Regions from separate parts of the Macaca mulatta genome. Here region 1 is linked to region 2. A link is a contact called in public Hi-C data. All regions are on one chromosome and are shown on one strand. The core of a region is the stretch at or near the end of the contact, and the rest is flanking DNA. Distances in the headings are between cores, read along the strand shown.

Evidence for each region. Hi-C and Micro-C count contacts between places; a contact is called where the count stands out from the background.
Region 1: a Hi-C map of blood shows a contact between it and region 2, with 1.8 times the contacts expected there. The contact joins the promoter of PRKCD here to the promoter of RFT1 in region 2. A contact is called at or near these places in 2 of 14 Hi-C or Micro-C datasets (blood and liver).

What each region holds. Positions count from the first base shown.
Region 1 is chr2:116,749,288-116,756,692 of T2T-MMU8v2.0, forward strand. PRKCD (protein kinase C delta) reads left to right here and starts at 2,864. Exons shown (of 19, transcript XM_077993147.1): 1 at 2,864-3,083. It overlaps LOC144339243, which reads left to right. Exons shown (of 3, transcript XM_077993154.1): 2 at 1-4,411; 3 at 5,359-5,788. The coding sequence starts at 2,691. The coding sequence ends at 3,092.
Region 2 is chr2:116,714,625-116,721,978 of T2T-MMU8v2.0, forward strand. RFT1 (RFT1 glycolipid translocator homolog) reads right to left here and starts at 1,260. Exons shown (of 12, transcript XM_028844236.2): 1 at 1,136-1,260. The coding sequence starts at 1,198.

The DNA of each region.
Region 1 (7,405 bases), core at 1,614-4,113, 36 kb after region 2:
TCTTTCAAGGCTGACGGCCTATGACTTGGCACATGACCATGCCAGGTCACAGGCTGTAACCCTGGGCAATGTGTTTAGCCTGGCTGAGGCTCTGTATATATCATCTCATTTAACCCTTATCATCTCATTCAACCTCTGACATGAGTCTGTCATCAGCTCTCTTCATAGGTGAGAACTCCGAAGCTGGGAGAGGCACGGTCACCTACTCAGGGCCATACAGTTAGCATGTGACACAGCCAAGGTTTGCTCTCAGGCTTCAGCAGGCCCTTCTTGTTGATGCCAGGCAGATTATGGGGACACAGATACCAGCTCATCTGGACCCTGCCCTGGCCCACCAGTGTGGCACCCAGAAGCAGCTCCAAGATGCAGGTTGGTTCTAGTCAAGCGTGGCCTGGACTCTCTGGACCTCATGCAAACCTGTTCTCCCTGGGGCCCTTGGACCTAAGGCCTGGAGGGAAGCCCACCTTCATCCCTTCTCTGCCCTTGCCACAGCATAGCCAGCACAGCCTTAGCCCCTCTGCCCCCCTCTGAGTACATCACACTTCCCCTTTCTCCAGAGGAGAGAGATTGGCTGAAGCCAGTGTGTGCTTGCAGCCCCTGAGCTCACAAGTCTGCATATCCTGAGGATCAGGAAAGTGCTTCCTGTTGTCTAATGTAAATCTTGTTCCTGTAACACCAGAATATGTCAAAGCAGTGATTCTCAACAAGGGGTAATTTTGCCCTGCAGCGGACATTTGGCAATGTTTGGAGACATTTTTGTCTGTCACAAGTTAAAGCAGGGAGGTACTACTGGCATCCAGTAGGCAGAGGCCAGGAATGCTGCTAAACATCCTTACAGTGCACAGGGCAGCCCCCACAGCAAAGAATCATCTGTCCCAAAGGTCAGTGGTGTTGGAATTGAGATCCCTGATGTAAACTATGGGCTTTGGAGGCAGAGAGACCTCAGTCTGAATCCACCTCTGCCACTGACTAGCTGTGTACTCTGGGGCAAGTCGCTTCTCCTTTCCCTGAGCCTGTTTGCTCATCACCAAAACTGGCACTAACAGTAGCCCTCACCTCTTAACTGTTCAGACTGCACACATCCAGCACCCAGCACACAGCCTGGTGCTGGGTAGCCCCTATCAGCGATAGCCATGATTATTCATTTCCTTCTTCCAAGGTGAACCACAGGGAGTGGGAACAAAGGTCTGGTGCCTGGACCTGGAGGCCACAAAGGTCTGGTGGCTGGACCTGGAGCTCCACAAGGGTCAGTCCTCCCTCTGGCTGCAGTCCCTGGCACAGGGTGGGCCTATTGTTTATGTTGAGGGAGAGGCTGGGTTGGCTTACTGTGAACCTGAAGGAGGAGCCAGAAGGAAACCTGATCCCAAGTGGGCAAAGGTCACCTGAGGCTCACCTTGTGCACCCTTTCCTCCAGTCCAACCCCAGGGAAGCCATGGGGCATGATGGGTGGGGTGGGATGGTATCAGGACACAGAACATGCTAATGAATATGGTCCTTCGCTCAGGGAAGTGCTGTGCATTACAACTGGGCATCAGGGAGGAGGGGCATTTGAATGGACACAACCAGGGCAGGTAGAGGTTTGGGGGTGGGGTGGGAAATGGCATTCAGGCCCAGAGAACAGCATGCTCAAGGCCTGGGTGTGAAGAGAAAAATGTCTTTCCCAAAGGATAGTCCTGGAACCCACCTGGTCTGACCTTTTCTCCCCATCCATCTTCCCCAATCTCAACCCAGGTGGCTGACAACATGGCAGCCCTTCTGTCCCCCATCCAGCCTCTCCTCTGCCCTGCAGTCCCTCTGCCCCATCTATCCCGCAGGAGCCCTCTAGAGCCTGTCGTCCTGACTGATTGTAACAGCTTTCACCACCTTCTCATTGCTCCGTAAGAAGACCAAAGTCCAATAACCTGTCTCTGTCACAAGCCCCTTTCTCAGCTCAGGCCACCTCTGGGATTGTCCCCCACTTCCATCCCTTGTGTTTAGACTTTCCCTATCCCTTCTAGGTGGTTCCCCAGGACCTGGAACCCTCTTTTTTGTCTCCTGGGAAGTGACATTTCTTTGGATCAGTATAAGGATAATGTCTTGGCTTTCTGAGCTCTGGGGACAGGGGGATGGACACCCTAGAACCCCAACTGGTCCCTAGACTTTGAGCCTAGGGGACACTCGATGAATAGATGGATGAGTGTATGAATGAATGAATGAATGAGTTATGGCTGACAACCAAGTTCCACGTCTGGAAAGGAGGCTCAGGCGCCTGCCAGGAGCAATAGAGAGGTCTCGAAGATGGGGGCAGGAGAGCAGAAGACTGCCAATCGGGGTAGGGGCAACTGCCAGTCGGGGTAGGGGCAGGTCCCAGAACCGCCTGAGGAGCAGTGCAGCGGCCGACCAGCGAGAACCTCCGGCCCTGGAGTGTAACCAGCTCAGTCTTTGGGGCAGAGCCGGGACAGCGGGCTTGGCGGCGGGCACCGAGCCCGGCCGCGTCCGAGTTCCAGCCAACAGGAAGAGCAGGAGTGGGGCCAAGGGAGGCGGGCCAGCTGGCTAGTGGGGAGTCCCGGGCGTGGGTGTGGGGAGCGGGGGAACCCCCGCCGGCGCCTCCCAGGCCCCAGCGGGCGGGGGGCGCCTCCTTATCGGGCCTCAGCGGCCTCCTCTGTAAAATGGGCCCCTTCTGAGGGCTGGCTGCGCGTAATGGCGGGAGGATGCGAAGCGGGCCACAGAGGGCAGAGGGGCCGGGAGACTCAGTGTCCCGCGCAGAAAGAGGCAGAGGGACACAGTCCCCGGTTGCAGCTGGTGGGGCGGGGCCTGGAGGGGCGGGGCCTGGAGGGGGCGGGGCCGGCGGCACCTGGGTGAGGTCGCGCCGCCCCGCCCCCTCGCACTTCCGTGTGCCGCGGCGCCGGAGCCCGAGGCTGCTGCAGCCCAGATCCCCCGAGCGACCCCCGGCGCCCGCCCGCCGTGCCGAGGCCCGGGCCACACCTCACTGGCCGCTGGACTCGTCCCAGTCAGCGCCGCGCCGACCGCCGTCCGCGCGCGCCAAGGAGCCGCCCGCCCGCCACCGCCGCCGCGACCCTTGGCGCCTGCCCCTGCGCCGGGAGGTGAGTTAGGGCCGGGACCCGGCGCGGGATCGGGGCTACCCCGAGGGCGCGACGCCCTTCCTTCCCCTCCCCGGCCCGGTTCCCGTTTCCGAAACTGAGAAACTGAGCCGCGGTCAGCGAAAGTCCCTCCGCGCCGAGACATGCCGGTGACTCCGTCCCCCCGTCCGTCTGTCTGTCCGTCCCTCCGCCAGATAGTGGGGGCTGAGGTCTTTCTGTCCGCCCGCCCGTGTGTCTCCCGCTCCTCCGAGAGGCCCGTCCGTCCTTCCCGACTGTCTCCTGGGCCCTGTGACCGTCCGTCTGTCGCCACCCACTCTGTGTTCTCCCCCTGCGCGCCTCTCCGAGACCCGATCCGTCTGTCCCTCGCCCTCCGCGTGCTCCATCGCCCCACCCCCACCCTTACCCCCGCCGGCCGCCCCCTCGATCCCGTTCTCCCGGAGCCGCGCCCCCGGCCCACGCTTGCCGCCCCCTGCCGGTCCAGCCGCCTATCCGCTCTACCGCGGAGCCCAGGCCAGGCCTCCCGCCGGGCCTCGCCTCCCGCCCCTGGGTCCCTGGAGGCCCGACTCGCGCGGCGCCTCCTCCTCGCTGTCTCTTCTTTCGGTCTCAAGAGTCTTTCTCGGTCCCTTCATCCGTCTCTGGGCTGGGCGTGGCTCCAGTCTCCACCATCCCCCTTACTGCCCCACCCCTCCGCCCCTCTGAGACCCCTTCCCAGGGTGGCCCCTGCCCGGTGTGGTCTGCACCCGCCCCCAACCCAGATGCCACTCGCGTTGTGGGGGCTCTGCCAGGTGAGGGGAGGGAGGGGGAAGTCCTCCTGGCTGGTGGTGGAGAGGCAGAAGGAGAGCACCATCGGAACTGCTCCCACTTCCCCAATTCCCTCACTCTTGGGGCACAGGAGAGCCCCACTGAGCCCCCACTTAAACCTGGTCAGAAGGATTTGCTGTGAGTGTGTGGGGGGGTCCCCTTCTCTGATGCCTACCCTGTATGCATGGACGCTATCTCCTTGTGCTAAGTCACTGGTATCTGGGTGTGTGGGTTGTCTGTGTCAGCTTCTGTGCTGTCACTGTGGGACTTGCCTGTGCATGTGTGTCCTTTTTCGCATGTGTGGCTCGCTTGTGTGTATGTGTGTATGTCTGTTTGTGTCCTGAGGCTCTGTGTGTGTCTTTTGCAACTGTGTGTACCATTCTTGGTGTTTTTGTTGTCACCAGACTTGTGTGTGTGTGTGTGTCCTTGTCTGCCAGTGTGTGTGTCCCTGTGTGTCTGGAGATTTCAGTGTTGCATACTGGGTATATCATGGTGACCAACTGGCCACAAGTACCTTAGATCTGTTAATTGTGGAAGCCCCTGGTGTTGGGTGCCTGCCCCCCAGGCTCATGTGTGAGTGTATCTGTATGAGTGTGTGTATGTGCGTGTACTCATGTGTGGCTCTCCCTCTGCCACTGAGCTTCTGTGACCAGGCTCACCTGGTCACTAAGGGAGGGGACTGATCCCTGGGGTTTCCTCGTTCCTACTGTGGAGTGAGCTGGGGCGCGGTGGGCAGGCCAACAGAGGGAGGCTGTATGGCGCATGTGTGATGTGTGCAGTTGTGTGTGTGTGTGAGACAGAGAGGTGTGGAGGTGTCTGGGCAGCTGTACCTGGCTGAGGGGTGGTGTGAGGACTATGGGATGGGACAGTACTGGGGTAAGCCTGGCAGTGTGTGGTCATGGTAGGAGTGTGTGACTGGTGGGACACAGTCTATGCTTGGGGAGTGACTGTGATTGTGGGGAACGGAGAGTGCCTGGGCGTGGGTGTTAGCGGCAGGAGGGGGTGTGACAAGGTGTGTGGTGACAGTGCTGGGAGGGAAGGTGAGAGGCCAGTATGGGTGTGTGAGTGTGTGGGAGACCATGAGGATGTGGGTGTGCACATGGAGAGGGCTAGAGGGCAAGTCTTGGGGTTAGCAGTGTTGTGACCAAGACCTCGGGCTCTGGATCCAAGAATGATTTGGGCTCCAATACTTGCTTGTGCCTGTTAAGAGCAAGAGACCCAAGCTAGGCCTCTCAAGGCTGAGTGTCTTTATCTGCAGAATGGAGAAAGTTGTGTGGACAAAAGGTCCTGAAGTCTTATGTTGTCACCACCCCCGGCTATATGGTTCCCATTCTCCTGGGAGCTGGGGTTAAAGAAAGCCCAGACAGTATCCAACCCAATTTCCTGCCTGTCTGTTGCCCCTTCCCATCTCCTTGACCAAGCAGCTTGAGGGAGGGAGGATGCCCAGACAAAGCCCCTAGTACCCAGCCCTGTTCAGCCTGCATGACAGCCCCTCCCTCACCAGCCGTTAGTGTCAGTAGCAGCAATGGGGGAGAGAGGGGTGGGGAGTGATTCAGAGCTGTGACTGCAGGGCGCTGACACCATTTAGCTGGCACAGTTTAGATTAAAATTAGAAATAATTTAAAGTACAGACGAAAAGATAAAGCCAAGGATGCCTCTATCCCCAGGGAATGGTGATGAGGGTCTCCAGCTGGGGGAGGGGCTCACATCTGGGGAGCAGAATCTTTCTTAGAGGCTTGAGCTGGCTGTCAGAAAAAATGCTTAGGCCTTTCAGCCAGGAGACACAGAGTTCCTTGCTACCTTTGCCATTTCTTCCTTCCAGGATATCTCCAGGCCTCAGTTTTTTCAGCTGTGTAATGGGCACAATAGTAATGTGAGAATCACCTGAACTATAATGCACAAAACAAGAGATTAAAAAATGTCACTCTTCAGGCTGGGCACAGTGGCTCACACCTGTAATTCCAGCATTTTGGGAAGCCGAGGCGGTAGATTACTTGGTCAGGAGTTTGAGACCAGCCTGGACAACATTTTGTCTCTACTGAAAATACAAAAATTATCTGGGCGCGGTGGTGCGCGCCTGTAATCTCAGCTGCTCAGGAGACTGAGGCACAAGAATCACTTGAGACCAGGAGGTGGAGGTTGCAGTGAGCCAAGATTGTGCCACTGCACTCCAGCCTGGGCGATAGAGCGAGACCCTGCCACATTAAAAAAAAAAAAAAAAATCAGTCATTTGGCATTCTCAACGTGAGTCCAGCACAGGAGCTTGCACGCCACATCATTGGAACCTCAGAACCACCTGGGGAGAGGGGGCTAGCAGTTTCTCCATTAAAAAAACTGAGGCTCAGAGGAATTGCCCCAGGCCATAAAGTGGTGTGGTACTTCATTGCACCCTAGGACTCCTAAGCCTGCAGGGCAACCTCCCGCAGACAGGAGAGTCGGGAACAGGTTTTTGCTGTGTTATTGGCTTCCTCACCAGGCTGGAAATGTGCTGAGGGCAGGGACACAGTGTTCCAGCCCCTAACATGGAATGGACACATAGTGGTGTCCAGGAAAAGTTGGACCCAACACTACATTTCAAGGAAGGGAAAGCCACATCCAGAGAGACCCAAGGTTTTAGGGCCAGGAGAGACTGAACTGGGCCTGTCAGCCATGCCGGGACTGGCAGATGGGGAGAGCCTGTTTGGCGGTGCCTCCCGGTTCAGCTGTTTCCTCCTGTTCCTGCAGGTCTGCAGGGAACTGGCCAGGCAAGGGTGCAGGCCGGTTTCTCCTGGTGGTTGGTGCGTTGCAGCAGCAGCGGGAGCCAGGACTAAGGACAAGCGGGAGCTGGGAGCCCCAGGTAGGACTGAGTTCTCTTAGGCAGATGGACGGTGCGCAGGCGTGGCCTTCCTCTCTGTCCTCCCTGTCCTTTGCTGTGGGACTGGATGGGGTTGGGCATGCATGCAGAGTCCTTGATCTGGTTGTGGGCCCTATGTGCCCAGGGGCCGCAGCTGTTTGCCCTGTCTATGGAGGGGCTCTCTGCTCATGAGGAACTTCCCGCCTGGAACCTGGCTCTGGCCCCGAATGCTCTCGCCTTGGAGCTCAGAGGCCTGGGGCCTACCATGAGTTTGGGGCAAGAAGTAGTAACACCTTTTTGGTCAGTTAGAGAGAGGGTGGCTCGTGGGCCAAGGATTGAGGGTGGATGTATCAGCTTTTCCTTGGCCCTGTATCTGCCTCCAACTGTCCTCATCGTCACACAAGGACACTGAAATTCCCCGTGGGCCCCACAGTGGGTTGGACGCTGCGGGGGGATGGAATGGGGTCTCCAGCTCCAGGTACAGCTGAGCTGTCTTCCACACCCCAGGCCCCTCCATTTTCCCCACTTCTCTAGAGCCCGAGCAGGGCTCAGTCCCTCTCGTCAGCTTCCAAATTCAAGGGGAGCTAGGCAGAGTCTGGAACAATGCTGGGAAGGCTGCAGTCTCTCTGAAGAGCCTCAGAAAGCTGGAAATTCCTCGTTTTGGGGCAAGCCTTGCCTCCTTCAGCCCCAT
Region 2 (7,354 bases), core at 10-2,509:
ATAGGTTATCTCATTTCATTCCTACATTGACTATTTTAAAAATCCTTATTACCCTAATAAAAATAGCTACATTTATTAAGTACTTGTAGTGTGCCAGGCACTTAAGAGGCATGATTTCATCTAATCTTCCTAATGACCCTGTGAGGTTGCACTATGGTTCTCATTTAAGATGAAGAAACTGATACTCACGGAAGTCACGGGATTTATCCCGAAGGAGTGCATCTAGCAAGTGACAAGGCCCAAACTCAAGCCCCATTCTGCTTGGTTCTTTCTTCTGCCCTCCATCTGCCTAAGATAAGGGGTAGGGTAGATTCAAGACTTGTGTGAAGTAGGGTTGATTGGCTCAAGAGTGAGACAGAGAGATATTGAGCCGCTTGACTTAAAAGGTTCAGCTCCTGGGGTTGAAAGAATCTTCAGATACCATTTGGACTAACTGGCATGTATCATATCTGACAGATGACAAAAATTAGGGCCAAGAGGTGAAGTGACTTGTCCAAGATCACATAAACAGAAGATGCAGCCAACATGTATTAAATGCATACTAAGAGCCGGGTACTGTGTTAAGTACGTTTATTTGAATGATCCCAATCAATTCTTGCTTATGAGCTAGGTACTACATATTATTACCCCCATTTTACTAGTGAGGAACTCAGGCTCTGCAGGTGAAGTCACTTGTCCTGGGTCACATAGCAATCCAAGCCTAACTCCAGATTCCTGTTCTTAGCTATGCCATATGGTCTCTCGGAACTCAGTGGGACTCAAAGTTTGAGGGCCGTGTTTGATGAAGGAAATGAACCCCTTGCCTGAAAAATACCAGATTCTCGAGCACGAAATACCTGTCCCTCACCCCGACCACCTGATCTAATTCACTCCTCCTGCCATATGGGAAATAGAATGCTCTGAAGGAAAGCGGCTTGTCTGCAGTCACCCGGCCTAGACTCTGAAGGCAGGCTCCCATCTCCAGGCCAGGCCCCCCCTCACCAACGCCACCGTCTCCGGTCGACCCCCACCCCCTCCATTGCGGGGTCCACCTCGGAACTGGGTCGGCCCTGGGGCAGGCTCTCAAGGGCCCGAGGGCTGCCATCCCGCAAATCTCGGCTGCAGTACAAGCTGAAACCTGACGGGCAGAGAGTACCTGCAGGATGAGACCGGAGGAGGCCAGCCGGGCCGCCTGGCCCAGCACCTCCTGGCTGCCCATAGCCTGGGCGCCAGGCTCAGACACCAGGAAATGCCGCCGCCACTCCGCTTAGTCGCGATAAGATGGCGTCACGGAGCGCCTCGCTCTCTGATTGATGGCCTTGAGACAGGGGGGCGGGGCACGAGAGGTTCTGGCCCTTTAAGTGGGCCCGGCTCGGTTGGTCTGTTATGGCGCCTGGCGCTTCCCATTGCAGTAGGTCCTGCGCTGTCTGTCGCTTGTGCGCTGTCTGCCCCTCTCTTCCCCGTATAAACGAAATAGTGTGGCGAGTACTAAGAGATACTGTTAAAGAAGTCAAAGTTCCTTCTCTGAGGCTTTCAGCCACCAACCAAGAAGCACTAACTTTCCTGGCCTCATCTGCCAAAAGGGGAACAAACTTCTCATTGGCCTGTTAAGAGGACTCTTACCATTGACCTTTGCTTACAAAATCACAGCCACAGCCCCTCTGAATTAGGCTGGACAGGAATTGTCCTCATTTAACAGAGAAAGAACTGAGGACCAGAAGTTAGATACAGCACTGTCATGAGAATGGTTTTGTGAAATCCTTCAGAAAGCTCTGAGAATTGGCCCCTGTGGTTAGAGATGAGTAAAGCCTTGGAGATGGGAAGTGACTTGTTCGAATCTACACAGCTTGTTTCCTGACTGAGTGGATGTCAGGCTCCTGATCCTAAACGTATCACTCTTACCTGTATGCTAGAAATTGTGAGGGCAGAGTGGAAGAAGGACTGGAAGTGCTTCGTAAAATGTAAAGCGCCCAACATACACAGTAAGCCATTGCTCTGTCAGTGTTCTTATTATCTACCACGCAGGCTGTAGGAAGCTCAGTCTTTCCCCAGTCTCTTTTAGGCCTCACATGATATGGCCCCAACCTATCTTCTACTACCTTTCACATGATAATTGCCCTTCCCAACACTATCTAGGCCATAGCCATTCCGAGTCCTTACCGGTCCTCAAACAGGTGGTGACTCACTGGCCTTTGCTCCTCCACCCTCTCTGTCCAAAGTGTCTTCCCTGACAGCACCCCTTGCGCTCCTAGACCACACTGTCTTGACTTTCCTGGCCAACCACACCTGGTACCTGCTGTGGACTAAATGTTTGTGTCCCCTCAGGATTCATGTGTTGAAGCCTAATCCCCCAGTGTGATAGTATTAGGAGGCAGGGCTTTTGGGAAGTAATTAAGTCATGAAAGTGGAGCCCTCATAATGGGATTCGTGTCCTTATAAAAAGAGATGTCAGAAAAATGATCTCTGTGTCTACCACTCGAGGATGCAGCAAGAAGGTAGCTGTCTGCAACCAGGAAGGTGTAAAATGTAAAGCACCCAACATACACTTAACAGGAACCAAACTGGCTAGCACCTTGATCTTGGGCTTCCAGCCTCCAGAACTGTGAGAGAGAAATTTCTGCTTTTGACTTACCCAGACTATGGTATTTTGTTACAGCAACCCAAGCAAATTAAGACAGTATTCCTAAAATACTTTGTACCCCTTTATAGTTCCTAGTGCAACCCGCATTATAGCAGAAAGACTAAAATGTGTGTCTCTATTTAATCAGCCCATGAGCTCCAAGAGGGCAGAAGTGCAGCCTTCCTGGTTTTGCCTCCTGAAGTAGTGGTACAGAGCGTTCCTAGGGTTTGCATAAATGACTCCTGACACATGATTGCTGTTACTGCTGCTGGAAGCAGACTGTGGAACTCAAAGCCTATACACTCCCATCTTGCCAGGTAAAATGACCTCTGTCTTAGTGTGGAGGCCCAGAATGTGAGGTATTTTAATTTTCTTTTCTTATCTTGTCTTTTTTTTTTTTTAAACAGGGTCTCACTCTTTCACCCAGGCTAGGGTGCAGTAGTACAGTCTTGGTTCACTGCAGCTTCCATCTCCTGGGCTCAGGTGATCCTCCCACCTCAGCCTTCCGATTAGCTGGGACTACAGGCACGCACCATCGGACTTGGCTAATTTTTTTGCGATTTTTGTAGAGATGGGTTTTTCCCACGTTGCCCAGGCTGGTCTCCAACTCCTGGACTCAAGTGATCTGCCCACCTCAGCCTCTCAAAGTGCCAGGATTACAGGCATGAGCCACCGCACCCGGCCCAAGAATGAGAGCTTTTGACTGTCAGAGAGAACTGGCCTTGAATCCTCATTCTACCACTCACTGACTAGGTGACCTTAGTATGCTCAGCTGCTAAATAGGGATATTATCTGTCCTGTAAAAAGAGTCATAAGGATTATATCAGACAAGTCTGGCCCTCAAGGAGCTTAAATTCTAGTGAAAGGGAAACTGAAAAAAACTCTAACAAACAAATAAAATTTCACATAGGGCTAAGTGCTATGAAAGAATGAAACCAGATAAGATCATAGAGGCTTTGGAAGAGAGAGAGGGGTGCTGTTTTAGGAGGAGTGAGTTGGGCACCTACCTGGGGAGGAGTGTACTTGGAGAATAGAGAAAGTGCTGGAGGGTCCAGGTATTTGGCATAATGACTGAGATGCTAAAGACCTTGACCTGGGCAGCCTTCCCACCCCCATGGACTGTGGGCCAGCAGGTGAGACGGCCTCCCACTTCCTTTATTCCCAGCCAAGCAGTCTCCTCCTCCACAGCTCATCGCCAGAGAAGAACCAGCCAAGAGTTCATCATGTGCACACACTCCTAAGCCTGGCATCCGTGTAAGCTGCTTTGGGAGGGAAGAAGTGATCATTTTGCTAGGGAAAAAAAGCCAAAGGGGAAAAGCTCTAAGCTAAGTATAAAGGGCAAAGCATTCTAGGACCCCAAGGTATGGACTCTGTGGGGCTCCTGGGTGAGGAATCCGGGGACTTTTTCTCTTATTTTGGAAGTTAACACTTGGCAAGGAGGGACTGAGCAGAGCCCAGAGCCATGCTGGATTCTGGGGTGGGTGGGGAAAAAGGAACTGTGAGGAGAATCCACAAACATTGACCACTGACTCCATGTCAGGCACCTGTCTGAGCACTGAACATGCGTGTACTCCATCCTCTCAATACCTATGAGAGAGGGACTGCAGATCAGGAAACTGAGGCACAGGGATGTGAAGTAACTCATCCAAGGTCATTCAGCAAAAGAGTGGTCAAGGAGGTGTGTGAACTCGGGTCCCTTCTAATTCCAAATGCGTGAACAGTAATGTTCTTCCCCTCAAAAAACCTTCTGACTGTAAAGGAGACTTAAGAGTCCCCATATGTAAGCCACTGAGAACATATGTGGCATTGAGAGAGTGGAGTCTGGGAGGGCTGCAGTGGTAGAGCTGTGGTAGGCTTGGGGGCGTACCCTCCTCCCCAGCAAGGCTCTCCAAAGGTCTTGACCCTGTTGGAGATACTGGCCTGCACACTCCACTGGGTGTTGCATACTCCATGGTCTTGCCCATGGAGGACTCAGCTCAGGGCTGGAAAGCAATGGCCCACTGGATGTTACATTTTGTATGGCCTACAAACTAAGAATAGTTTTTACATTTGTAAATGGTTGGAAAAAAATCAAAAGAATATTTCATGACACATGAAAATGGCTGGCCGGGCACGGTGGCTCAAGCCTGTAATCCCAGCACTTTGGGAGGTCAAGGTGAGTGGATCGCTTGAGGTCAGGAGCTCGAGACCAGCTTGGAAACATGGTGAAACCCCACCTCTACAAAAAAATACATAAATTAGCCAGGCATGGTGGTGCGTGCCTGTAGACGCAGCTACTGAGGAGGCTGAGGTGGGAGGATCATTTGAGTTTGGAGAGATCAAGGTTGCAGTGAGCTATGATCATGCCACTGCACTCCAGCCTGGGCAACAGGGTGAGACCCTTGTCTCAAAAAAAAAAAAAAAAAAAAAATTCAATGTCCACAAATAAAGTTTCATTGGAACATAGCCACATCTACCCATTTGTTTACATATCAATAGCTACTCTCTTGCTACAACAGCAGAATAGGTTGGTCCTATTGGGATAATATTGGCTAGCTGAAAATGTTTGCTAGTTGGCTCTTTACAGAAAAACTTTACCAATTCCTGGTGATCACCATTGAGCACCTGGGATATAGTAAACATTTCAATATTGAATGAATGAATGCATGGGTAAGTGCATTGGAATAAATGAATGATGAAGGACTAGGAAAGGAAGAAAAACAAGTACATAGGGCTCTTTCCTGGGGGTCACCTAGTTTGGAGAGGAAGTGGCCTCTTGAGAATACCAGACTGTAATTGGTGGTCATTAAAGGAGCTGTTTTCCCCAGCCTTCCTCCCCGCCTCCCGTGTCTGTGCCAGGTAGCCTCCCTGTCAGGGAAATCTGACCCAAGCCACCTATTTTATTACAAAGCTGGAGGGAAGTGCCAGAGCTGGTACCAAGCCAATTAGGCTCCCAGGGCAGAGGGGCAGGGAGGGAGGCTGCCACTGGGCCAGGAGACAGGGTGGAACCTCTGGTCAGCTGGGCCTTGGATCTCAGCTGGGTGGAGGCAGGAGAGCTGGGCATGGTCTCACACACCAGCCACTAGGTGGCAGATGGTTCTGGGTGAGGCCGCTGCCTGGCCAAGGCTTCTGCTTTCCAGAGCACCACCATCAGAGCCCCTTCCAGAAGCAGGACCTCAAGGCTCTGCCTCTCTCAAAAGTCCCAGGGCATGAGAATGCGGCTGTGATACTAGTCATCCACATCTGTCCATGTAAGCACTGTGCTGGACACGTCACTTTCGTGATCTCATTTAATTCCCATAGCAGCCCTACAATGTAGGCACCATTATTATCCCCATTTTACAGGCTAAGAAACTGAGGCTTAGCAAAGTTAAGGGACTTGCCTAAGTACTAGTGAATGGTAGTGCCAAAATTTGAACTGGGCAATGTGGCTTTCGGTCCCTTAACCAGACCTAACCCAGAGTGTTTATTGTTAATGCTGATTCCTGGGCTCCACCTCAGCAATCTGGGGTAGGCTCAGGAATCTGCATTTACTAACACTCTGTGGGCTTCTTCTTCTTCTTCTTCTTCGTCTTCGTCGTCGTCTTCTTCTTCTTCTTTTTCTCTTTCTCCTCCTCCTTCCTCTTCCTTTTTTTTTTTTTTTTTTTTTTGAGATGGAATCTCACTCTGTTGCTCAGGCTGGAGTGCAGTGGTATGATCTTGGCTCACTGCAACCTCCGCCTCCCAGGTCCCAGTGATTCTCCTGCCTCAGCCTCCCAAGTAGCTGGGATTACGGGCATGAGCCACCATGCCTGGCTAATTTTGTATTTTTGGTAGAGACAGGGTTTCACCATGTTGGTCAGGCTGGTCTTGAATTCTGACATCAAGTGACCCACCTGCCTCGGCCTCCCAAAGTGCTGGGATTACAGGTGTGAGCCACTGTGCCCAGCCTCTGGGGGTTTCTGATACAATGGCCTAGGCTCTGAGAAGCACTGCCTGAGGGCAGATCTTCAGGTACCTTGGAAAAGCTGCCTCCTTCAGTGAGCTAGAAAAGTCTCTCTGCCTCAAAAAGCAAAGCAAGTTCTGAGATCTGCCCCCAGGCTGGACAAGCCTTAGCGTTGGGCCCAGGGCCAGAGGTCAGAGCAGTAGGGGCTAGAGGCAGTGCCTACGTGAGGGCCTAGGGGGAATTCAGCACCAGGAAGAGTATACAGGGCAGCCCCTGGGACCCGGGGTCTGCCCATGGGTTGCAATGAGCAGTCACGGGGCTTTGGCTTTGCCTGCTCCTCTGGGCATTGATTTGGGTACAGAGAAGAGAGTAACCTGCAAAGTTGACACATCAGTATGTTTCATTCCATTCAGCACTCTGTGGTGGGCATCGGGAGGGGGCACGTGAGTGAATAAGCCACAGTCACTACTCTCTCAGGCAGCAGTGCTTCCTCCTTTTGAGGGGAACACAAGTGTGATACCAGGTACATTGAGGTGGTAAAAACTGGTAAGGGGAACTCAGGAGTCAGGGGGCAGATTTTTTTGGCTGGGGAGTCAGGGAAGCTTTCCTGTAGGGGGTGTTTTTGAAGTGATTCTTGAAGGGCAAAAGGGCTTAGTCAAAAAGAGGGACATGCCAAGCAGAGAGCACAGTAACAATGAAGGCTCACAGGCAGCAACTTGCCGAGCCTCTTGGAGGACCTCTGGGGACTTCTGATACAATGGCCCCTGTGACTGCTCCCGAGTGCAGAGGCTCTTCCACTCTCTGGTCAGTGGCCGATGCTGAGCTGGTGGTCCTGAGAAGAGCAGGCTCAT